Regions from separate parts of the Mus musculus genome. Here all the other regions are linked to region 3. A link is a contact called in public HiChIP or PLAC-seq, Micro-C and promoter capture Hi-C data. All regions are on one chromosome and are shown on one strand. Each heading gives the region's core, a stretch centred on a gene start, on an enhancer-like site or on the middle of the called end of the contact. The rest is flanking DNA. Distances are from core to core; before and after follow the strand shown.

What was found. A called contact is a pair of places that touch in the nucleus more often than the background predicts. HiChIP or PLAC-seq counts read pairs in DNA pulled down with a chosen protein or histone mark. Capture Hi-C pulls out chosen DNA fragments and counts their contacts.
Region 1: a Micro-C map of embryonic stem cells shows a contact between it and region 3, with 1.8 times the contacts expected there. The contact joins the promoter of Celsr2 here to the promoter of Ampd2 in region 3. A contact is called at or near these places in 1 of 39 promoter capture datasets (the C10 cell line), 2 of 484 Hi-C or Micro-C datasets (B cells and embryonic stem cells) and 1 of 9 other capture datasets (liver).
Region 2: a promoter capture Hi-C map of pancreatic islet shows a contact between it and region 3. The contact joins the promoter of Tmem167b here to the promoter of Ampd2 in region 3. A contact is called at or near these places in 2 of 39 promoter capture datasets (the C10 cell line and liver), 2 of 484 Hi-C or Micro-C datasets (both in the G1E-ER4 cell line), 3 of 115 datasets of contacts at active chromatin or transcription factors (the 230-238 cell line, embryonic stem cells and memory CD8 T cells) and 1 of 9 other capture datasets (pancreatic islet).
Region 4: a contact with region 3 is called in an H3K4me3 HiChIP or PLAC-seq map of embryonic forebrain, with 2.9 times the contacts expected there. The contact joins the enhancer-like site here to the promoter of Ampd2 in region 3. A contact is called at or near these places in 2 of 39 promoter capture datasets (pre-B cells and second pharyngeal arch cranial neural crest), 4 of 115 datasets of contacts at active chromatin or transcription factors (bone marrow-derived macrophages, embryonic forebrain, embryonic stem cells and 1 more) and 2 of 9 other capture datasets (adipose tissue and liver).
Region 5: a contact with region 3 is called in a promoter capture Hi-C map of adipose tissue. The contact joins the promoter of Csf1 here to the promoter of Ampd2 in region 3. A contact is called at or near these places in 4 of 39 promoter capture datasets (the 3T3-L1 cell line, 3T3-L1-derived adipocytes, embryonic stem cells and 1 more), 1 of 484 Hi-C or Micro-C datasets (the C10 cell line), 2 of 115 datasets of contacts at active chromatin or transcription factors (bone marrow-derived macrophages and pancreatic cancer cells) and 3 of 9 other capture datasets (adipose tissue, liver and macrophages).

Annotation. Positions count from the first base shown.
Region 1 is chr3:108,412,617-108,417,058 of GRCm38.p6, forward strand. It overlaps Celsr2 (cadherin, EGF LAG seven-pass G-type receptor 2), which reads right to left and starts at 2,963. Exons shown (of 34, transcript NM_017392.4): 1 at 1-2,963. The coding sequence starts at 2,878. Gm52630 (a long non-coding RNA gene) reads left to right here and starts at 3,405. Exons shown (of 3, transcript XR_003954680.1): 1 at 3,405-3,541; 2 at 3,834-4,053; 3 at 4,203-4,442.
Region 2 is chr3:108,559,734-108,564,739 of GRCm38.p6, forward strand. Tmem167b (transmembrane protein 167B) reads right to left here and starts at 2,733. Exons shown (of 3, transcript NM_026198.2): 1 at 2,538-2,733; 2 at 454-585. The coding sequence starts at 2,547.
Region 3 is chr3:108,083,362-108,088,398 of GRCm38.p6, forward strand. Ampd2 (adenosine monophosphate deaminase 2) reads right to left here and starts at 3,305. Exons shown (of 18, transcript NM_028779.5): 1 at 2,857-3,305. The coding sequence starts at 2,866. Gm12500 (predicted gene 12500) reads left to right here and starts at 2,615. Exons shown (of 1, transcript NM_001358018.1): 1 at 2,615-4,650. The coding sequence starts at 2,865. The coding sequence ends at 3,482. It also overlaps a transcript of Gnat2 not described here.
Region 4 is chr3:107,737,833-107,742,399 of GRCm38.p6, forward strand. It overlaps Csf1 (colony stimulating factor 1 (macrophage)), which reads right to left. Exons shown (of 9, transcript NM_007778.4): 9 at 3,216-4,567. All of the region lies in intron 1 of Gm40121 (a long non-coding RNA gene), which reads left to right. Among named protein-coding and RNA genes, the nearest start is that of Csf1, 20 kb to the right of the region's middle. Within about 2 kb of position 2,284, at least 189 of the 459 cell types and tissues checked have an H3K27ac peak or open chromatin away from gene starts, as enhancers often do. A contact at or near this core is called in embryonic forebrain, embryonic stem cells and second pharyngeal arch cranial neural crest, where this site is marked.
Region 5 is chr3:107,759,046-107,763,991 of GRCm38.p6, forward strand. Csf1 (colony stimulating factor 1 (macrophage)) reads right to left here and starts at 1,424. Exons shown (of 9, transcript NM_007778.4): 1 at 980-1,424. The coding sequence starts at 1,018. The region is part of intron 1 of Gm40121 (a long non-coding RNA gene); the gene reads left to right.

The sequences.
Region 1 (4,442 bases), core at 1,713-4,212, 330 kb after region 3:
TCTGGTACATGATCTGTGCGTTGGTCCCTTCATCTGGGTCAGTGGCTGTGACCCGGGCCACGGCCAGCCCGATGGGGCTGTTCTCTTCCACAAATACGTCAAACTCATCCTGTTCAAAGACAGGGGGGTTGTCATTCACATCCAGGACAGTAACTGTCACTTCCATGGGTGTGCGGGCTGGTGGCATGCCCTTGTCCACCGCATAGGCCCGCAGGACGTACTGGGCCACGTTCTCACGATCCAGCCTCCGCAGTGTGCGCACAATGCCCGATGTCGACTCTACAATAAAGTCACCGTCCCCATCATCTCCTCCTTGGAAGGTGTAGAAAACCCTGCCATTCAGACCGGAGTCTCGATCCGTGGCTGAGATCTGCAGGACGCTGGTGAAGGGCGGCACGTCCTCGTAGACGCTGCCCTGGTAGGAATCTCTGAGGAACTGGGGGGCGTTGTCGTTCACGTCATTCACCAGGATCTCCAAATAGGTGGTGTCAGACTTCTGGGGAATGCCATTGTCCCGAGCAGTGATGGCCAGGGTATAAGACACCTGGTCCTCGTAGTCCAGCTCAGCCTGGGTGGTGACAGCCCCAGTGTCCGCGTCGATTCGGAACTGGGGGATGCTATCCTCCATAAAGTAGGTGATTCGGGCATTCTCCCCCGTGTCCTCATCCGTGGCGCTGATCAGCACCACTGTGGTGCCTGCTGGCCGGTCTTCATTAACGTTGACTGTGTAGTGGGAGCTCTGGAAGACGGGACGGTGGGTGTTGGCATCGGTGACATTCACTACTATCTGAGCTGTGTCCTGCCTTGTGCCATCTGAGGCAGTCACTGCCAGCACATACTGCCGCTCGAGTTTGTAGTCTAGCGGTAAGGCAAGGGAGACCAGTCCACCACCACTTTGGCTGGTGATAGAGAAGCGGTTGCGGGTGTTGCCGCTGGTGATCTGGTAGGTAATGACACTGTGAGCGTCTCGATCCACGGCTGACACGGTCACCACACTGGTGCCCACGGCGGCGTCCTCGTTGAGCCGAACGGTGTACTCTGGCTGCGTGAAGGTTGGGTTGTTGTCATTGACGTCCAGGATGGTTACACTGACACTGGCTGAGGCCGTGAGCGCTGGGGTGCCATGGTCCCGGGCCTCTACACCAAAGCTGTAGAAATCAACCTCTTCCCGATCCAACTCTGCGGCCACAGAGATCCAGCCTGTGCCATTGTTAATGGTGAAGGGAAAGTCGTGCCCAACCCCTGCCAGGCTATACTCGAGGCGGGCGTTATCACCAGCGTCAGCATCAATTGCCTGGACGTGCAGAACAAGGTAGCCTAAAGGGACACTCTCTAGGACGGTGGCCTGGAAAGGGGTGCTGACAAAGATGGGGGCGTTATCGTTGATGTCTAGGACTTGCACTGTTACTAGGCCAGAGACATTGGAGAGTGGAGGACGGCCACCGTCCTGAGCCCGGATCCGAAGCGTATACTCTTTGGTTGTCTCATAGTCGAGTGGGCTTACCACATCCAGGGCTCCAGTCTGAGCATCCAGATAGAACTGGCCCCGAGCATTGCCACTCATGATGCTGTAGTGCACTAGGGCATTGCTGCCCTTGTCTCTATCGGAGGCGGTGACTCGGAGAACTGGGGCTCCTGGGGTCACATCCTCCCGCACCTGGACCACATAACGCTTCTCGCTAAACTGGGGGGCGTTGTCATTATCATCCTCCACCGACAGGAAAACAATGGCTGTGGAACTCCGCGGGCCTGGGTCCCGGCCCTGGTCACTCGCCTCCACTGTTAACTTGTAGGATTCCACTTCCTCCCGGTCTACAGGGCCGCGGGTTCGGATCACCCCCGAGCGAGGATCGATCTCAAAGGCGTCTGAGGGGCTGCCTCCGGCCCCCTCCAGCAGGCGGTACAGAATGTTGGCATTGGGAGGGGCGTCGCCGTCGGTGGCCCTGACTGTAAGCACCTCATAGCCAACCTCCAGGTTCTCCCTGAGGCTCTCCTTGTACTCTTGCTGCTCAAAAACAGGGTCGTGATCGTTGGTGTCGGTCACCAAGATGGTAAGCGTGGCCAAGGCACTCCGTCGGGGCATACCGTGATCCTGTGCAGTGACCCTGAAGACGTGGGTGCTCTTGGTCTCCCGATCCAGCTCCTCAGCTGTGGTGACAACACCGGTGATTGGGTCCAAGGAGAAGAAATGATTGGAGCGGCTATCAAAGAGGGCATCCATGGTGTACTCAAGTCGACCCGCCTCACCCTCATCTGGATCAATGGCTCTTAAGGATGCAACAGAGGTACCAGCAGGCTGGTTCTCAGGCACTGTGGCCTGGTAGCTGGGAGGCTGGAACTGGGGAGCTGTATTCACATTCCTTTTCCTGCGCCCACCCAGAGATTCCTCTGGTGAGCCTTCCCCAGCCCTGAGCCCTGGGGCCTGTGCCAGCTTGCAAGACTGGCATCTGAGCCGTGGGGCCTTTAAGCAAGGGTGCTCTTCAGGCAGGGTCAGCGTGCCTTGTGGAGAAAGGTGTCCTCCGATACCCAGGAGACGACAGCTCCAGGGGCAGCCTTCAGAGGATGGCGGAAGAGGGATATGAGCCCCTGATTCTGGACACCAAACCCTCAGGCCATCGTGGTGGGGCACCAGGTGGCCGGTCAGCTCAATGCCCGATTCTCTGCAGCGGCTGGTGTAGAGCCAGAGGTTCGAAGCAGAGGCTGGGCAGAGCCAGCCCACGGGGGCGCAGGCCCCAGAGGAGCTGCGTCCCCCGGATCCCAGAGAACGACAGGGCCCCACTTGATCTCCCAGTAGTGGCGACGGTGGCAGCAGCAGCAACAGCAGTAGCAGCGGCAGCAGCGGCGTTGGGAGGGGGGCGCTGGCAGCCCGGCTCCGCATCTCTCCCTGTTCCCGGCCAGCCGGGTCAACAGCCGCGGCGGCTCTTCCTCCGGCTCCTGCCGGCCCCGCCGCGCCTCATGCCCGGGCCGGGGCGCGGGTCCCCGGGGGCCACCTGTACGTCCCACTGGGCCTGCACCCAGATGGCTCGGCGGGGCCGCGCTCTTAGCCCACGATGCGCCGGGCTCCCACCACTCTCGAAGCCGGGCCCGCTCCCGAGTCGCCGCGACCACTGCGGGTTCACGCTGCGCTTCCACCTGCGCTCTGAGCGTTCTCTACCTGCGCCCGCGGGCCGCGAGGATCTCTGGCTCTGCCGGGTCCCCCGGTCCCGAGCCCCAGAATGTCCCCTCCGCCCGCGTAAGGTCGCCCACCTGCGTCTGCGGAGCCTCACGCTCCGGCCCGGGCCCGGCTGCCAACGATGGCCCTGCGCCACCCGCTCGCGCCCTGCGTCCCCGCCGCGGCAGCTACCGGTCGCCGGGGTCCCGGGCCCAGACCCGCGTTCCCTCGCCTCCCGGGCGGGCGGGCGAGCTCTGCAGAGCAGCGGCGGTGGTGGCGGCGGCTCATTACCATAGACCTGCTCGCGCCGCCGCGGTCTTAAAGCGGCGACGCCCAACGCGCCGAGGAGGTGGGCCCCACCCAGCGCCCTCTTCTGCATGGCGGCTCTAAGTAAGATTCCCGCCTCTGGTAGAATTTTTCTTCCCAGCACATCAGACTTGCTCCTTTCCATTTCTGGATCCCTTCTACAGCTTAAAGAGGAATGAACAATCAGAAGCCACACAGGGAATTGATACTCTTGTAAAATTCTATGGCTAGCGCTCTTTCAAAACAGTCTTAATGTCTGCAGGAGGTGACCAGGGGGTGGGAGGTGGGTGGATATAGACAGACAGACAGACAGACAGACAGACAACTTTCCAGTCTTACCATCCCTGAAAGCCCTCATTGCTGCCCCATCCTACAGGTCCCGGGTCAGAAGTAAAGACGACTTTGCTCGACTTCGCTCGACACTACAAAGTCTCCCCCAGATACCAGAAGTCGTGCTCTCACTTGGATATCTTGGACAAAAGGACCCCTAAGCTCATTTGGGATACATCTTGGGTACCACATGTCAGGTCAGGGGAAGTGAACCAGAATGTCCAAAGCAGCAAGAGCACTAACACTACCAGATTCCTAGGGCCAGGGTGAGTTGGTTCCAGAGGGCCCAAGCTTCCTGGACCTTAGGACGTGTTCCTTTTTCTTTATCCCTCCTCCCTCCTAGATCAATGTCCAACTGCTGTCCTCCTCCTACCCGCGGCTTTGTAACTAGCAAATGGCCCTGTCCATTGCACAGGACTACTGAGCCCTTCATGGAATGCCACCCCAGAACCTTCTGGAAGGGGTATGAAGAACTGATGAATCTTCCCATAAGTGGAGTTCACACAAGATGTTGGGACCAAAGAACCGGGAAGAGTGAGGCTGGGCAAGCCAGAGGGCTTCTTCCTCTCATACCCTGAGCAATGAGGGATGTCAGATTGTATGAGAGAGGAGGCCACTCTCACATGCTAGCTATGTGCGACCTTTCCTAGAGTGA
Region 2 (5,006 bases), core at 1,483-3,982, 480 kb after region 3:
CTTATTAGCAGACCCTAAGCAAAGCACTTACCACATGATTGTGAGGACCTGAGTCAAAATCCCAGAAATCACGTAAAATATGGCTATTGTAATACAAACCTGTGCTCTCAGTACTTGTAGGCTAAGTAGGCAGGACAAGTTCCAGAAGCTCACAGCTCAGCTAGCCAAGTGTACACAGCAGCAACCACACAATTACAACACACCACAAACACACTCATATAGTAAACATGAGTCCAAATATCACCCTGGTCCTACGCCTTCTATTCTAGAACCACAAAAATCTTTAGCCAAGATTTTCAGATCTGCATCTGTTGGTAAAGCATATGTTCAGGCGGATCATAAACGTTAGTGGAAATTCCGAAAGTTAAATCTCATACGGCTACACTGTTGCTATACTCCGTTGCTGAGAAGTAGCTACGTATGTTCTCTCTCTGCATGCAGATAAGGCCTTACCTTTGTAGAATACACCCCACACTCCCTTCTTCTCCGACAGCAGCCAGGTTTTGAGACGAGGTACTTTCTTGAAGTAGGCACAGGTGCAAACAAAGAGCAAACCAAACACCAGGATCCCATCCAAGGAGTACACTGTCACAAAGAGAAGGAGAGAGAGTCTTTGATGCTGCTGTGCCTGAGGAGGTGATGCTGCCCAGACTGCAGTGCTGAGGCCACCTCAACGGCAGGGCCAACGGTAAACAGGAAGGGTCCATGATCTTGGCACTGTTTCCCCAACCTGCTTGTAAAAAGCCCCTTTATCACTCCACTCCCCCGCCCTCACTACAAACTAGAAGACACACGTGTATTTGTGTGGCACTCTTGGAAGTAACTGAGGCTAGTACTCGGCTAGTCCTCGGAGTCTGAGCATACAGATTTACATATGTTCTTGATATAAATCACTCATCTGATGCAGGAAAGCTCAGTCTTTAGCCAAGATTTTCAGATCTGCATCTGTTGGTAAAGCATATGTTACGGCGGACCATAAACGTTAGTGGAAATTCCAAGAGTTAAACCTCATATGGCTACACTTTTGCTATACTCCGTTGCTATTTCAAGTACAGTACAGTTAACAAATCATATTCTTGCCAGGACAAAAGATGGGCACAAAATGGAAGACAGGAAGCACTGGTGTCCATGAGGCAGAACGATGCACCCCTGGAACACTGGTGTTAGCTAAGTGCAGCCCAAGTTACAAAGGGGAAAGGGAGCCCATATCCTGCTTCTGCTCCACACAGCGTCCTGCTGTGTAGGCAGGGCTGGCCTTAAACTTGTGGTCTGCCTGCCTCCTCCTACTCAACGCTCGGCTTAGAGGCATGCCAAATACAACCTGCAAAGCCCACTCTCAAAACAACAAAACAAAAATGTATCTGATGCTTAGGTGACACAGAAAGCTCTTAGTTCTGCTTCTTACATGTGATACCCAGGTAAGCAAAATGAATTACATAAAGGCAGATTTTATTCAGTAATCAACTGTGCCAGAATATTTTATTTCCTAGTTTACACTATGTCTTCCTCCGTTCCTTCTTTAACTTTGTGTACTATGGTAAGACTGACTACCCAGAAAGCTTCAAATGGATATTATATACAATCAGGGTCTTTGTCGGTTCCCGCCAGTTCTGGACTATACTGACTTCTTCCAGTGAAACTATTTCACAGCTAGTTCCAGTATATCAGTCAGCTCACAGACAGTTTCTATGGATGCCTTTATGTCTTGCTCTTTTACTCCTATAAGTTAAGAGACAATGCCAAAATTCACAAGGAAATGACATTTCAGTCTTCAGTGTCACGTCTATGGAAGTCTATGAGAAATACTTTCCCGAGCCTCTCCAATCATAGTACCTAGAAAAGGCTTTCTTATTTCCGTTCCTGTAAGACTGACTATAAAGGTCTTAATTCATGCTCTAGAACCTGAAAATCATGACTATAAAATTGTTTGAAGCAATCTGGAAAAATTACAAGTGCTCCATCACTAATAAAAGGCGGCTTCTAAATCCACCCTTTGCGGTATTAGCCAGAAGCTCCAGATGGAGCCACCCAACTAGGACTTTAGTCAAACGAATGAAGGCTTTTTTTGGTGTCTTTTAAATTAACAAAATAAACAAACAAACAAAAAACTTTGGGGGTTGTCTACAATCACCTCCCCCGCAAACGGTGGGATTTGATACCATTACTAAGTCCTTTCAACCAGCTTACTGTCAGAAAGTATGAGACCTTAGGGAACTGGATAACAGCTTCTCTCCCCTGGGGACTAACAACATAATTCTATAGTGAACGACCTCCCCAGCGGCCAGAACCAACTTCTAGGAAAGAAAAGAGAGTAAAGGGTGATAACGAAAAGTCAGGTGTGGCACTAGGGTACCTTGATGGGCTTGAGAAAAGAGAAACTGCAAGGAGCATCCCAGACAGGAGTTAGGGGCTCCCCAAGGTCCAGGGGGGCCGGGCTGGGAGGGGGCGGGGGGAACGGCCACGTCAGTCTAGCCCCGCCCGCCACGTTTGGTCCCAGTCCTCTACCGCCACCCTCCGCTCGGGCCCCCAGCTCTCACCGTTCGTCATGGCGGTAGTGCCCGGCTGGGGTGAGGGGTCCGGGTTCAGCTGTGGCGGCTGCAAATGCGGGGGAACCCGGCTCCCACTTGACACTTCCCGATCCGGGCCGTGGTGACGGGGAACGAGCCGTAGTACGCAAGCGCGAGAGCCGAGCGAGAGAAACGCCGAACTCAATCAGGCATAATTAGCTGATCGTCGAGCCAAAGCCTCGCCCTGCCTGCGTAGCGTCTGCGTCCCTACGTAGTGGGAGGAGAGCGTGTTGGGCGAGGCTTCCTTTGTGGTCATGGCAACCGGAAGTCCGCCTGCTTGCTCCTGTCTAATTAGACCGACTGGACCCAGACAGTGTGTTTGAAAAATAAAGGCTGTAGGGATTGCTCTGTGACACATGTTCAGTGTGCCAGAACATGTCGTTCCCCGTTGTATCTACTTGAGAACAAAACTTAGGGTTCCAGTGATTCATGACCAAGAAACAAAAGAAAGCCATCCCGTTTCCTCCAACTTATTTAGGTGACAACTGGTAGTGAAATCAGGTACAGTTCCAAGAGAAAACACTTGGGAACCAGGCTATAATGCGAAGCAATTGCACGTAAGGTGGCGCACGTGTGTATACTACAGCAGGGTCACTGTATCTTACCATACCAAGCTGAAAACGTCACCACTGTCAGGATAGTTGGACCGTTCTTGGGGACACGGCTTGTTTGTTTTGTTTTGTTTTGTTTGTTTGTTTTGCTTCTATGCTCTGCAGCAGTAATATGTGCTGTAATATCTGAAACCCGACGAGAGTTTGAGTGCTGAGGGGGATACCACAGTAGTTGCTCGGACTCCTGGGACAGCCCTTGTTAGGTGGCTTCTTGCGGAAATCTAGCCAAGCTGCCTCTGACTTTCGTAAACGGAATAAGAAACTATAACAAAAGCCACATGCTTCCGATCCTAAAGCTTTCGGTTGTCAGAAGCATTCAGACAGCTTCCTGTTTGTTAGAATGACTTTCTTTTCCTTAAATTACCAGGATAGTTTCCTTTATCTGCAGAGTTTAAGTCATGCTGGCCTCACCTCTTCAGAAATGTACCCTGGCTTCTCTGAAGATGTTTTGACTAGATGATGACAGTCTAATGGTGGGCTGGCGTGCAGGGAACAAAGCTTTAGGTTCTGCTTTGTAAACTGGGACCTTCAATTATAGACAGCTGGGTCTGCTTTTCTAGAGTCTGACTGAAAGTGCTGCACTCAGAAACCTAAGAATTCTGTCCATTCCTGCTACAGTGCCATCTGCTGGCTGTGAACCGCCTGGTTACCTAGAACAAAACTGTCAGAAGACTTGGAATGGACAGTCAAGAGGAGGAAACCACTAGTAGAGTAGCCACAGTGTTTGATGTAGGAAAGAGTACTTGAGCCGGGCAGTGATGGCACACGCCTTTAATCCCAGCACTTGGGAGGCAGAGGCAGGCGGATTTCTGAGTTCGAGGCCAGCCTGGTCTACAGAGTGAGTTCCAGGACAGCTAGGGCTATACAGAGAAACCCTGTCTTGAAAAACCAGAAGAAGAAAAAAAAGAGTCATTGAAAAAAATATACTCAAATTAAGAAATTACAGCATCAAAAACCAAAAGATATATAGAAAAACCCTAACATAATCACTAATATAATCACTTGGATTACATATGTGTGTATACACACAGGACATTCCACAAAGCAAGACAGGACTGCAGAGATGGCTTAGTGGTTGACAGCATTTGCTTCTCTTGTTAAGACCTTCGTTAGGTTTCCAGCATCCAAGTGATGGCTCACAACGATATGTTCCTCTGGTTCCAGGAGATCCTGTTGTAGAAATAATAATAAAAATTGTTCCTCACACTTAGAGATGAAGGCAAAGATCTGTACTAAAGTGCCTGGCTGACTGTGGTTAATGCCTAAATTAGAGTCAGCCTTGACAGGATTGTACTAACTGGTAGCTTCAGTATGCTTGGCCCAGGGAGTGGCACTATTAGGAGGTGTGGCCTTGTTGGAGGAAGTGTGTTACTGTAGGGTGGGCTTTTAGACCCTTTCTCCTGGCTGTAGTCAGATCAAGATACAGAGCCCTCAGCTCCTCCAGAGCCATGCCTGCCTGGACAACTGCCATGCTTCCAACCATGATGATAGTGGACTGAACCTCTGAACCTCTAAGCCAGCACCTTTGTAAGAGTTGCCTTGGCCGTGGTGTCTCTTCACAGCAATGGAAACTCTAAGACACTAACTCATATACACATTGGCTTATACACTTCACAAGCATGCATTTCACAAACACTGTCATCTTGGGTCCCAGTCCCAAAGTACACTTCAATCAATTCTGTCTAATGGCAGATATGATCTAATGTGTGCTGGTCATTCCTGATGAATAAACATTTATATCCTAGCATCCAAAACTTCATTTATCTAACAGAGCTGGTTAGCATGCTACTTACCTTTAATTATTTTGGAGGCAAAAGTAGCTAAATTC
Region 3 (5,037 bases), core at 2,055-4,554:
GGAGGAGGTGATGCAACTTCCCCCTTGCAAGAGAGCAGAATAGGAGGAAGAAGCAAGGATCAACACCTACTCACCCAACCCAGGGTTCAGATCCTAGGCTGGGTGGTAGTAGCACAAACCTTTAATCCCAGCACTCAGCAGGCAGAGGCAGGGGCAGGTGGATCTCTGTGAGTTCCAGGACAGCTAAGGCTACACACAGACAAACCCTGTCTCAGAAAACAACCAAACAAAAAGGAACCCAGAGCCTTCTTAAATTCAGCTCCAGACCACTTGGGGGCTTTGTTTTCTGTCTTTTGCTTTACTGGGACCACACCTGAGGTCTTGTGTAAGCTAGGGAAGTCCTTACCACTGGGCCATATCCTCATTCTTTTCTATTTTTACTTCCAGCCAGGATCTTACCAAGTGTCTCTGCATGCCTGGAGCTCATGATCCTCCCGCCTCAGCTTCCCAAATAGCTAATTACAGGTATGTGTCACTACACCAAGCCACCAACCACTTCTAGAGTCCCTGAAGGCAGACCACAGGGCTGCAGAAAGGAAGACAGAGTCCTCATTTTAAACCCTTTCCTATCAGATAGGCCTGGAACTACACAGACGAGCTAGGTGAGTAAGAAGGGTACCAGCAGCCAGAGCCATCCTCCTACTATACCACAAGACTGTAAACGACTGCTAGGGACTCACCAGAGGAGAAGCACAGGCGCTATCCTCCACTCTCCAAGCCAGGATCCATCTCCCTGGCCCTGTGCCAAAACTTGGCATCTACAGTACCACACATACAGGCAAAAGCCAAAGGGGACCACTCCATCAGCTCCAGGATTTCTGGTGCTTAGTCAATCACCTTTGACTGGGAGCATCCTCACTCACTCACTCAAGACTGCCTCACTAGGCCTTGACCCCAAGTAGAAGATGCTCTCAAGGTATAAGCACCTAAGGGTCTCTGGTTCAGCAACAGAGTAACCAGCACAGAGCTAGTCCCAGGGCATACACCTAGAAGACAGATGCGAGCACAGAGAATCTATCTCAGTACAGTACAAAGCCTAGATAAGCACAGTCAGCAGGATAAGAATAGGCCAGAGGCGGTTAGTCAGGGTGTCAATACAGGCAGCTATAAGGAGTTGATAACACCCAATCAATCATCGAAATGTCTTTCTTTTAGCCATTAGACTTGAGAGTTAAAGACACATCCCTGGAAGCACAAACTCTAGTAGCTAAGTCCTCACCAGGATGGACCACAGGGCCAGCTGCAGATGGTGCAGAGATGCCCACTTAGGTCCAAAGGATGCAGCGTACATAGCCCACCAGCCATTTCAAGGGCTCCCCACTCTCCTGAAGAAATTCACAACACAGGCCTGGAACAAGCCAACAGGAAGGACACTGGCAATAGGTGTTAGCAATCTGGTTGTGTAGGTGTTAGCAATGCATGACCCCATATGTCAGACCTCACCACCCCACTCACCAGGGAGGGAGTTCTAGATCTAGGGTCTTGGAAAGAATAAGTAAAGGCAAGTCTAGCCTGAGTCTGCCTGGTACCAATCAGAGTAGCCAGTCCGCAGTCAGTCCCACACCCTCCCCACTCCATTCACATACACTTCACACGCAGTCTTAGCATCTGCACAAGCTGACACGTGTGCATATACATCTCGTGGGCACCCACATCCACACCCACTCCTTGTTACGGAGGGCAGCACCCCTGACATGGAAACCTCAGGCACCCCCTCCCACCTCCCTCCCTGCGCCATCAAGTCAGCCAGTCAGCCGGGGAACCGGGGAACCGAGGTCGAGAGGCATCATTGCAGAGAGGGTGCTGCAGAAGGGGACCTTATCGGAGGCACTCAGTGGCCTGGACAAGAGGAGGGGAACCCATGCCTGAAACCAAGAACTCTCACCTGGAGCGGCAGCGGAAGCTTGCAGGCCGGCCCGCTTCTTAAAGGGATATTTGGCCTTGGACTTGCCTGGGCCAGGATAGGATGCCATGGCTGGGGCCAAGGCGACAGCGGAGGAACCTCACCGGCTGGGGCCAAGCTCTCCCACATCCAACCCCTTCCTCCGCCCCGCCCCCAGCGGGAGTGACTGATGCAGGAAGCAGCGCCCCGCAGGCGGAAGAGGCTCTGGCCACGATTTCTGATGTTGTCTAGGCAACCTCGGGGAGTGGGGCCTCCATCCTGCCCCTTATCCCTCTCTTCCCACTCCAGTCTTTAGAGTGCCCTGTCTGATGGTGGCTAGGGCCGGGGTCGGGATGCAGAGAAAACAGATGGAGCAGCACCAGCTCTAAGCTCTTTACTACCCTCACCCCACCTCGGGAACCCTCATCCCTTGCCAAGGCTCCAAGGCAAAGAAGCCAAAGTCCAGGCTAGGCTGGTCCAGCCAGCCAGAGAGAAAAATAATAGGCAAGAATACCGCCTGAGCTCCAACCTCAAAACCCATTTCCTCCAGGGAAGGAACAACGGTACTCATGAAAACCCAGAGCCTCTGGGGCAGAGCCCCCCTCTTTTCTTCTCCATCTGACCCCTGCTCTAGGGACAGCCCAGCTCCGGGAGGAGGCAGAACTGAGAATTCGAGCCCAGGAGGGAGGGGCCTGTCTTGGGAAAATTCCACTGACCGGCAGAAGCTGTCTCCTAGGAAGACAGGAAGAGTAGGAGGCTGGGTCTTGTCTGAGGTCGATGGGAAAGACCCCAGCCTACTCTGACCTGTCGCTCTGCCTGTACACTCAAGATCTGCTTCCTTGGACCCTTCTAGGAGCCGTTCACGTCCCCTAGGTCTTGCAGGCATTGCCAAGACCCCCCACCCACTTATCACCCGACCCAGGCACCTCTGCCTTGGAGTCCCTTTATCAACCACACACGCGCCACACACTTACCTGAGGCCATGCTGCCCAAGTCCCGCGTGGACCAGGAAGGCAGCCTACGAAAGTCTGCACAGCGAGGGAGCCGGGCTGAAGAGGGGAGAGGGCCCCCACCGGGGCGAAGTCGCGCCACTGGCCCCTGCACCCGCACTGAGAAGCGGGAAGGAAGGCAAGGTTTTCAAAATGGCCAGCTGGCCGGGGGGCGGACTCCCGCCGACTTCAGCGGCCAGACTGACCTCAGGAGACCCCGGAGTCGCGACCCCAAGCCTGCACTCAAGAGGAAACAGGCCACGTGCTCCCCAGAAAACCGGACCCGGAATTCGCCTAGGGTTCTTTCACCACTTTCTGGGAATCAATTAGGGATCCGGCTCCTGTGGCCGGGCTACGGGGGAGTCACGCAACAGGTGCGACCCCGCCGAAACCTTCCGGGCTGCGCGCCAATCTCGCGTACCCCAGGCCCCGCCAAGTCCGCGGCCACGCCCCGTTCGGCCACGCCTCTTGGCCTCCTGGCCACGCCCCAACCATTTTCCCAGTTCCCTTACGCCACGTGGGCAGCCTCCGGACCAGGGTTGGCCTTGGCTTGGCCCTTTGGTCTTGGGCGATTTCTGTGCGTCAGTTTCCTCATCAGTAAGATGGGATGAGGCAATGGAAACACCCCATCCAAAGAAAGGAGTTACTGAGGACTGAAGGTAAATCCCCTTTGCACAATGTCTGGCACAAAGTCAGGTAGCTATTATTAGGGTCCCAGAATCCATTTCAAGCAGAAGCCCTGCCCTTGAATTCTCCGCATTCCCACCTGAATCTATTTCCTTCTATCAGTCATTGGTAGGCAGGATGTGCCCTTCAAAGCCGGTTCACCATCCCACATTAATTTCTATGTTGACGTTAGACTAGCCAGAATGCCTAGGTTCAAATTCAGACATCTCCACCTACTTTCTGACTGATGGTGAACTTCTCTCTGGGTTTTACTGGTTAACTTTGGCTCTTACACCCGCTCTGATGAAGATAAAGGAGATAATTATAAGTGCTTAGACTTGTGCCTGGCCTGTAAGTTACTTCCCAATCAGTGTTCCTGGAAGATTTCTTTGGCCTGGGATCACTATGGCCAGCTCACTGATTTCTCCTTGTGGGTTATGAGAAATTGGGCTGTTTGAATAGGGCCACAGACACCCTCTCAAACAAGGATTCCTGCCTCCCAGGGGCAGCCTGTACCTACAGGAACCCTGAAAAGGAAAGTCCTCCCCTTTATCAGCAGCAGTTGGTCCCTTCCCTCGCCTCTCCCCTGGGGGAGTCTTTGCCCCCTCACCCAGCTGCTCTGAAGTCTCTCCAGCTGCTTTCAGTCCCTCCTCTCCCCAACTGGAACTCTGAGTCCTGATCCCCCATCTCTATCTGCATCTGATGTGGCCTCTAGGGAGTCTCCTATCCGCTATACTAAAACAAACTTTAAAAACTATTGCCTTAGGCTGGGGGTGTCAGCTCAGGGGCAGTATCCCTCTGCCTTACATGCGAAAGCAAACCCCAGAATTGCAGAAAAACGATGAAAATACAAATTTTTAAAAAACCCTACAGGTGGCCTCCATAAACTTGGGAGACCAGTGGGTTATGGGAATCCAGCTCACAGAGAATCAGACTAAAATAGAACAAGGAGAACCTTATTCTTACACCGTTACGTTTAAATATCAAAACAGGAACCACTAAAAGCATCGGATACAGGTGATGGTGTACTGAGCTGGGGCACGCATTATGTGGCTGTAAATACTAATATAATCTAAGAACCGTTTGGCAAAATAAAATCAAGTATCGCTATAAGTTGCACTGTTTTGACTCAGTAATCCACTTCTAACAAGTCTTTTTTTTTTTTTAACTCAAAAATAATTTTATTAGAGTTTAAAGGAAAAGCCCCAGGGTGTACAAGTTGTAACTCTCAGCTTCCTGGAAGAAGAGAAGGGAAGGGAAACACACGTTGGAAGAAAGAGAAAGAAAAAAAAAAAGTTCTATCTTTCTGAATTAGCTCAGGAAGGTAGGAGGGCCCAGAAAACCTCATAGGGATTTTCTCAGGGTGTACGAATCACAAATCTGTTCTTAATTAGAGGGTTGTCAGAAAAATATCCACAAAGTTGTTCAATATTGCAGTGTTTACCACAGAAAATTTGGAAACATAAAGGCCTAGCAACAGGGGAATGTTAAATGAACACA
Region 4 (4,567 bases), core at 1,034-3,533, 350 kb before region 3:
TGGCTACTTGGGTACAGTGTTGTCACAAGAGTGTGCAATTTGAATACTGCCAGGCCTGGGTTTAACTGCAGGCTTTGGCATTTAACCACTGTGGTAAGTTGGCTGAGTTGTTAAGATTCTCTGAGCCTTAGTTTCTATATTGGTCGAAGAGGTTATTAGCCTTGGGTTTGCAAGACTGTAGTAGGGGATTGGATTGCATTTTTAAAGAGTGTGTCACACATACCTGGTAATTAGTGAGTACTTTTCTGGCAGCCTTGGAAAAGAGAGAAGAATAAACCACTTCCTCACTTCATGTAACCTTTCTCTATAGCCTTCTCTACCTTTGTCTGCCTGAAAGCCTGGTTTAGGGTCTGTATTATGAGTTGTCACAGCACCTGTATCTTCCTACCTTCATTTGTTATTGATGACTAGAGACTTAGCTGGGTAGTTGCTTGATTAATCCCTGTTTCCTAGAGTGACTTTTTAAAAAAGTATGCCTTTTTAAAATTTTTCTTTTATATACTTAAAAATTTAAATTATGAGTGTGCATGTGTATGTGTGTGTGCATGTGTGTGTTTATGAGACAGACAGATGAGAGAGAGAGAGAGAGAGAGAGAGAGAGAGAGAGAGAGAGAGAGAACGAGAACATGTGTGTAGGTCCAAGTACAACTTGCAGAAGTTGGTTCCCAGGGATCCGACTCAGGTTGTCAGGTTGAACTAACCAAAATCTTAGCTCTCTCTATATTTCAATTTTTCCCTTAAAAGGAGCAAGTTGTATATGGGTGGATTAAGTGATTTGCAGGCAAGAAAGATTGATAAAAGCAACTTGTTTACCAATATTGCCTTCACCGTGTCTTTCTTCCCTCTTCTTGCTGTTTCCAGTGAGGATACTTGAGGATGCTTAAGGATGCTCTTTTCTGTAGCACTAGGTTTCCCCTGAGCTCAGTCTGCAGCACTGTGCTCTGTGTTTCTCCCTTCAGCTCAGCAGCCTCTGTTCAGGCTACTTGCCACTTGAGGCAGAGTTCTTCCATAACTCCCAGTCTCTTTGCAGCAGCATCACCAAAAGATGTGCTGGGATGTTCTTTGATTTCAGAGTTGGAGTCAGAACAGAAAAAGAAAGCTGAAGGAGGAGGTTTCTTGGATATATTGGGATCCTTAAATTTTTTCTTCTTGCAGTACTGGAGACCAAACCCAGCACCTTGTGCATGCTAAACAGGTGCTTACCACTGACCTACAACCTCAGCCTTCCCATGTAAGAGGCCCTCATCTCTCCCCTCCCTCCCACCCTTCATCCTCCCCTCTCTCCCTTCTTTCTCCCCCCCCCTCTTTTTTTTTTTTTTTTTTTTTTTTTGCCCCTCCCGTCTCTCTTCAATGTTTTGAACTCACTAATGCAGCCTAGACTGGCCTTGAACTTGTGATCCTCCTGATTCAGCGTCCTCAGCTGGATTACAGGCATGCATCACCATGCCCAGATCCTAGTTTTCATGTCTCCTTCCTGCTGGCCTTGCGATATCTTCAGATTTTTCTTCTCTTTGGAGAACATGCTTGCACTTTGGTGACAAAAGCATAGGGTGTTTCTTCTTGCACTCCCCCTGGTGACTTTGCATTATGACATTTGTCCTTGCTTTGCAGGGTCCTTTGTCTTTGTTGTTTCTTCCCTGAGAAGGCACTGAGCCCACTCTTCACTTGCAGCCCTGTGTCCCTGGGACTCAGTGTACTGCAGTGGCTGTTATCCATAACCTCCTCAGACTTCCAACTACCAGGCATGGTGCTGAGAGCCTGGACTCTAAACAGAGCCATGGGGATCGGCCTGTGGGATTTTCTGTGGTCTGTGGCAGCTGAGGTGGAGAGAGCCAGTCACTCTATGTTCAGGAGCTGGCATGAACTACTCTGCTCCCTCAGCAATTCCAGCATCCAGGACAGCAGAGTCTGGTCACCCGCTACCCTCAACAAACTAAAAAGGAAACCCAAGGAACAAATGTGCTTCACTGACAGAGGGGCCTGCCCTGGGAAATCGGGACTTTCCTCCAGAGCTGCAAAGTCACTACACTCCTCTACTAACTTTAGGGCCTTCTATAAGGGGCCATGGGACACCCACCAGTGTCCCCTCTACCCTCTTGCAGAGGCCCACGGTCTGCAAGAGGTTAACCTCAGGTTTCTTCCTAGTTGCTTCTGATTCATTTTCCTGCCTCTGGCCGGATAGAGGTTTAGAGGTTTGGCTGAGCCCTGCTGCTCAGATCTCTAAGCTAGAGTTCTTAACTCTGCCTGTGAAACAGTAATGGAGGGCATCTTACCCTCCAGCATTCTATCAGCTCCGCCCACCAGCCATACATCTCTATTACACAACATCAGATGGTTCACCTAGGGTAGAACTCCAGCTCTGTCACTTAGCTGGCAGAACAGTCAGGCCCTGATGGCCCAGCATGTGTCCAGAGGCTCACACTTAAATCACTGAGGTGTCTTGATAATTCTGGCACCTGGTACCTGAGCCTCACCCTGAGATTCTGATTGTGTAGTAGGGCAGGATTTAGATATCAGGATTTTTGGAAACAACCCAGATAATTCGACATTAAGTCAGGGTTGGGCACTTCTCTTCTAAAACTTTGTCCATTATATTGCCTGAAACAGGAAAGCCCCTGTTGTCTAAGTTTTGCCAGGGGTGGGGGCTGGGGGGTATTTGTGCCTACCAGGACCTTTACCTGCTCTGGTCCACTCTGACACATCTCCCCAGGGAAGTCCCTATCTTTGGTTTCCCTCTACTAATAGGAAGAACGAACAGGTCTAATACCTCTCTGCAATCGCAGCTTCTCTCCTTACTAGGCTTGTTCACTTTCCAGCCTACTAGCACCTAAATACATCAGCACCCTAATGGACCTGCCCTCTCTCCCTCCCCTGGACAGCAGGGATCTGTGGTCCTGGAGATGGATTCCTCCTTTCAGACCCCTGGGGCCCTTGGAAAGAGCCCAACCAGCCATTTTCCCAGGCTGGGCTGGGTTGGGCTTGAGGTGGTGTGGTGGGGGTAGCAGCCAGGCCTGAGGTTTTGGCTGCTTTCTGTCCTTTTCCTATTAAACAGATATGCAGATGAATGCCTTTGGACATCAATAGTACAGAAGGCTTTAGAAACAAGACTGGAATCGGGAGAAAGCTTTCTCCATGCACCTTGAAAAAAATCTCTGAGCTGGCTCCCTCCCACCTACTGTTGTTGCCCACGCCCCAAAAACAAGTTTTCCCATGACTCACACGTGGCAGCTTGTGCACTTCTTTTATTATTAAATATAAAAGCAGCTTCCTATTTTTTAAATAGATATTTAAATGACCTTATATAAAATAATTCACCACTTCCAAGTATAAAAAACGCAGTCTCACAGTTTGTGAGGCAGTGCTCCCTCTGAGCTTTCTCAGAGGAGAGAAGGGTTCCTAATGCACACAGGGGCGGCTCCAAAGGTGGATTTGAGGCTCCCCTGCTCCGATGTAACCAGGCACCCACAAAGAGCTTCTTGCAATGGGTTGGATTTTCTCTTCTGTCTTTAATAATATATGTTTAAGGTGGAGGGGTAGAGAATGCCTTGTTTTGTTTTGTTTCTGTGTTTTTCCTTCTATTTTAAAATATGTATTTTCTAGCATGGAAATAGTCTGTAACCAGAAGGCTAAGTAAGCCCCACAAGAAAGTCTCCAGTGTCCTTCCCCCCTGCTGTCTCAGGACAGGGCTGATGGAGCTTACAGACCACTCTCCTCCCAGATTCATGGCCTGAAAGATTATTGACCCAGTAGCCAGGGAGGGCAGGAAAGGGGGACTCAGCAGCATAAAGAGACCAAGGGGCAAATGAGAGCCCTGTCACCCATGCCCAGGTCACCACAGACAAGCCTGGCCTGGGAAACAGAGGGCATCAGAACAAGTTGGAAGTAAACAACCCTTTTTTTTTTTTTTGACCCTTCTCTAAACCTGGCTTGCTTGGCTAGAGATGGCACAGTATGGTAGGTGAGACTGGGAGGGTACCCTTGCCTACCTGGGTCAGGTCTGGAGAACAAAGGTCAGAAGAGGGTGGGGTTGGAGCATGGAGCTCAGTCCCCAGAGCTTGTGACAGGACAACCTGCTTAGCTCCAGGTTTCAGACAACAGGAAGGAGGCTGGCTGAGGGGCTAGAGTATAGAGATCAATTTCAAGCTTAGGGGTGCACACATATTTTCAAGACCCATTCTCATTCATAGCTCTGCCTGTGGCCTTTGTCTCTGCCTCCCCTTCCTCTCTCCCTTCCACTAGTCACTTCCCTCCTGGGAATGTCAAAGTGCAAGATGCAGAAACCTGGGCAAGGAACACAGCCCAAAGACCAGCTCTGACTGGTAGCCCAGGCGGTTCTCCCACAGCTTCACCCTGGACAATCAAAGGCTGAGGCAGGGGAAGGTTGGGGCTCAGGGGCTCCCTCAGTCAACACGTGAGGCCAGCTCAGTGCAAGAAGCCGAGGAGAGGCTGAAGGAAGTGGGAGAACATTCGGACGGATGGTCACTCATAGGGATGGATGGGACAGGCTGTTCAGCAGGCAGGTTCAGTATTCACAGTGCAATGGCTTCCTTCATGAGGGGTGCCTCTG
Region 5 (4,946 bases), core at 174-2,673, 330 kb before region 3:
CTAACCCCACCTTCTGCCTCTCACTGAGCCCCTCTCTCTGCTGTTCTACTTTTCTCTCCTCCCAGACACCTGCAACGCGCTGCCCATCACAAGTTCGGTTCCTACCCTCCAGGTTTTCCCTCTCATTCTCTTCTGAAGCAAACCCACTTGCTGTGGATTGAAAGTACCATCCTTCACTCTGTAAGAGCCATGCTATCATCTGCTGCCATTACTGGAGACAGCTTCTGAGCAGCCCATTATCAGCTGCAGCTCTGAACTCTCCTTGCACTTTCTTTCCTCAGTCAGCCGCAGAGTCTAGAATAGCCCCATCTCATTTTCTTCAAGAAAAGATTCGGGTCCAGCTCCCCTCAAAGAGCCACCCAAGTCCCTAATAGTTCCTACACATCCATTGAACAAGTAGCAGCATGCCCATCTCTCTCTCTCTCTCTCTCTCTCTCTCTCTCTCTCTGCCAACAGGTTGCTCAGCACAGGTCCTGGTGTAAAGCTGAGTGAGCCTGAATTTTCCCTACCCTGAAGGCCCACTCCCAACTGGGGCCTAAAACATGTGCAACAACCAAAGAAAGATATCTACTGGGGATGATGCCACACTCGGATCTTGTGTCACTCGGAACCTGGAGACCTGGTTGACCATTCTGGCAGACATTGGGCCTGTGCCAATCCCTGCGATACCCCCCCCCCCCAGACCCCCATCTCTCTCTCCAGCCTGTGGGTAGCTCAGTGTTCTCCTCCGTGCAATGGGATGAGCAGCCTTCTCTTTACCTCGCAAAGCGCTGCAGCCCCAGGAGCAGCTATTGAAATACCGCGGGCCTCAGCCGTAGCTTAGAAGCAGTAAGGAAGCCAGAACCCAGGGCCGAGAAGCCTGGGCAGCTGGCGAGAAGGGGCTGTCCGCTCCAAGTGGCCCCGCAGAGCCGCCTGCTGCTTGCTGCAGAGCTCCTGCCCCAGCCCGGCCCGGGCCCCGCGCGCCACGGTTGCAGCTTACCGAAGAAGGGCAGCGCCCCGCGGCGCCCCGCGCGGTCATACGGGCAGCTGGGTCCCGGCACGGCGTGTTGGCCGCCCTGGTTCGCTCGCTCCCTTGCTCGCTAGTGGCTGAAGAGCCCGCGCCCCGGTCGAGGGCCACGCCGCTGTCCTGGGATGCAGAGAGCCGCAGCGACACCGAGAGCACCGAGGCAAACTTTCACTTTCCCCTGGCCGAGCTTCGCTGGCCAGCCCTCGGCACAGCCTTTTAAGCGGGCGGGCTGGCGGGGCATGTGGTTTATGGGAAATCACCCTGGCTCTCCGCCAGACACACACAGACATACACACACACAAACACACTCACAGGCACTGACACATACTACACCCCAGAGGCCCACTGAGCCGCCGACTCCCTTCCCCCAAGCGGGCCGCCTGGTCGTCCCCGCTAGCTCTCTTCCCCGTCGCTCTGTGGCTGTGCAGCCTCCTCAAAGTAACCCGGGCTCCACCGCCCTCCCCCGCCCTTCTCGAGCTCTGGACAAGACACTGCCTTTCCTTCTGTGCTCGCCACTCTTGTCAATCTCGTGTGATTGTTCTCGGTCTAATGCTGGCCCCTAGGGACTTTCCCTCAAGGCCCGAAAATCCTCAAATCTGAGCAGGAAACGGACAGAGTACATTGAACAGGACTTGAATGGGGATGGACCAACGCCTCTCTGCTGCAGCTCCATTCAAGTCCCTCATGGAACCCAGGGCAGCAGGTTTGCAGATTGGCTTGCTCCCTCCTATGCATTGTTCAAAGAATCTACTATACTACTATACTATCCTCTCCCCTGGCTGTAGGGAGAAGTGGGGAGCATCCAGCTACCTGGGTAGGAGAGGAAGGACTTGGTCCTGTGACAACTAGCTGGGTGTTTCTGCACTCTGCCAGGAGACACTTCAGGTGCTTAACCTGAAAGCACTGGCTGGCCCCCTGCTCCTGGGCTGCCAAACCCAGCTTATGTGGAAAGGTTGGTGTGCCTGGACTCTAGATTTCCCTCAACTCTGTTGGAAATGCATTTGTGCAATCACATTTTGTCTTTACATGAGAATGGATCTAGATTAACCTATCAAGAGGAGCCTATTAATTATATTGCCAACGTCAGGATCTTTTTCTTCCTTCCATTTATCCTGATTCAATGTGTTTCAATCCCGTCATGCCCAGATGAGTGGTCTGGTCTCAAAGGGGCACTTTTGTCACGTGTCCTCCATTTCCTTGCACTACCTAGCTCAGAGCAACAACGTCCCTCATAAACCTTTGCTCAGGCTGCTTCCTCGGACATGAAGTCTTCCTTTCCCCCATCCATCTTAAGGTGAATGTCTCACCTTTTAAGGTTATAATCACATCTTATCCTTGTCTTGCAAAGCCTTCTGGGATGCTTCAGGCTGATGGATAATTCCTTCTTTCTGTGTTCCCACTGGACGCAACCCATTCCTCCCAGTTAAGTTGGCATTCATTCATTCATTCATTCATTCTCTACATTATTTTAAACTGGTGGTTCTCAACTTGTGGGTGGCAACCTCTTTGGGGGGTCACAAGTCAGATATCCTGCATATCATATGCTTTACATTATGATTCATAACAGTAGCAAAATTACACTTGTGAAGTAGCAATGGAATAATTTTGTGGTTGGGGCGCCACCACAACATGAGGAACTGTATTGAAAGGTCTCAGCATTGAGAAGGTTTAGAACCACTGAATACTAGTGATAGTAGTGATTACGTTTAGAATCACTGAATACTAGTGATAGTAGTGATTACGTTTAGAACCACTGAATACTAGTGATAGTAGTTATTACGTTTAGAATCACTGAATACTAGTGATAGTAGTGATTACGTTTAGAATCACTGAATACTAGTGATAGTAGTGATTACGTTTAGAACCACTGAATACTAGTGATAGTAGTGATTACGTTTAGAACCACTGAATACTAGTGAGAGTAGTGATTACGTTTAGAACCACTGAATACTAGTGATAGTAGTGATTACGTTTAGAATCACTGAATACTAGTGATAGTAGTAATTACGTTTAGAACCACTGAATACTAGTGAGAGTAGTGATTACGTTTGACCTGCACCCTGAGCTGGGAGGCTTCCTCTGGGTAGCACCCCATTTCACTTCACTCCGAACTGATAGACATAGCACATAATAGGAATTAAATTAACTGGGCAGTTGGAATGGATGAGTCACTTGACAGACATTCACTGCTAACTACAGGCCAGTGTAACAGTGACCGTGATAATATGGCCCCCTACTCAGATGTGAGCCACTGGAAGCTGAGGGCTTGGGACTCAGGGCTTCTCGGAGGAATGCAGAGATAGCACTTGGCCAGAGACATGATCAAGGCTTATTTCCTTCTTTGGTGGAATAGTCTTTATTCTGGTCTGGAACAATAAAGATTTAACCACAGCTCTTAAGACAAAAAGCAAGAGGAAGCCATGTAAGTAAGATATGCCTGCAGAGTAGCTGAGAAAAAGATCACATTTTACTGGTTCCATCCTCCTTTACAAACCGGTTTCTGCCCAGGCTTATGGAACTTGGAGTTAGAGCATCTTCTACATCAGCACAAGGACCACTCAGCCATCCATCACATAAGTGCAAAGCATGGAACCCCTTTCCCATCCTACTGAAACCCTTCACATATTACCTGAATCCACCATTTACAAGAAACCTGCCCTTGACAGCTCTGCCCAGTCGTTTGCATTGTGGCTGTGGATGGATGCACATCTTTTGCTCTCAAAGTCTATAAAATGAAGCCAATGATTTCTCTTCATCAAGTTATTGGGCAAACTAAAGCAAACGTGTGTGTGTGTGTGTGTGTGTGTGTGTGTGTGTGTGTGTGTGTATACCATGGCATTTGTGTAGGAGACAGAAGAAAACTAGTGGGAGTTGGGTCTCTCCTTCCACTATGCAGGTCCCGGGGTTGAACTCTGGTTATCAGTCTTGGTAGCAGACGTCTTTAACCACTGACCATCTCACCAGTTCCCATTTTATTATTTTTATTTTTTACTCTCTAATCACTGACACAACAGTGGTGGTGTGGACTTGGGAATCTCAATGCCAGAACTTTCTCCCACCTTGACCACCCACTTGCTGTGTAACTTTAGGCAAATCCTTTCTGTTCTTCTTTCCTCGTTTGCCCAAAGGAAATAATAAGATCTCTGTTCATGTGGCATTACAGAGGAATGAACAAGACCATCCATAACTGGACTTCCACAGTAGGACTTGTAGCTCCCTTACTTGTGTTACTTTAACACAAGGCATTGCGCTTCTGGTGGCTAACCAAGCTTTGCCTTCATGCACAAGGAAGTCAAGTCTGGAAGAGCTGATGATGTGTTTAAAGTGGCTGCTCCATAGTCTCCTCTGACTGCCCAAAGGGACTGATTCTGGCATCCTCCCCTGTCTGACTCTCCAGAGTCTTCACTGGATTTCAGGGTCCTGTGAATCCAGACAGGCCAGTGTGAGCCCTTCCATGCAAGAGAAATAATGGAATCATAGAATTGAAACCTTTTTAAAATCCTTGTACTGCTTTAGATGAGGAAATGGAGACCCAGACAGACTAAGCCACCTCTTCCAGAATCACACAAGAATTACGGGAGTCCGGGATGGGGACACTGAGAGTCAAGTCTGGAATGAGAGGACTCTGGGCTCCATGTGGTTGCTCAGATCATCTGCAGTCTTCCATGCTGACTACTGGTAGAGTCATGTCCGGAGCCAGGTCCTGGGGGAAGGGAGAGAGGAATTTGGCACTGTCTGAGATTTGGGGTTCCAGGGATTTCCAAGCTGCAGCATCACCCAGGAGGCAGCCCTCAGCTGACCGTGAGGGAGGGCAGAGGGAGTTTGAGAGAGACCCTCCTTGCTAGAGCAGTGAACCAAGGGGAGGATGAGTGATTGAAAAGAGAGAAATTGAGATGGGTGGCAGGAAATGAGAGAAAACAGCGTTTGTAGATTGTTCTGA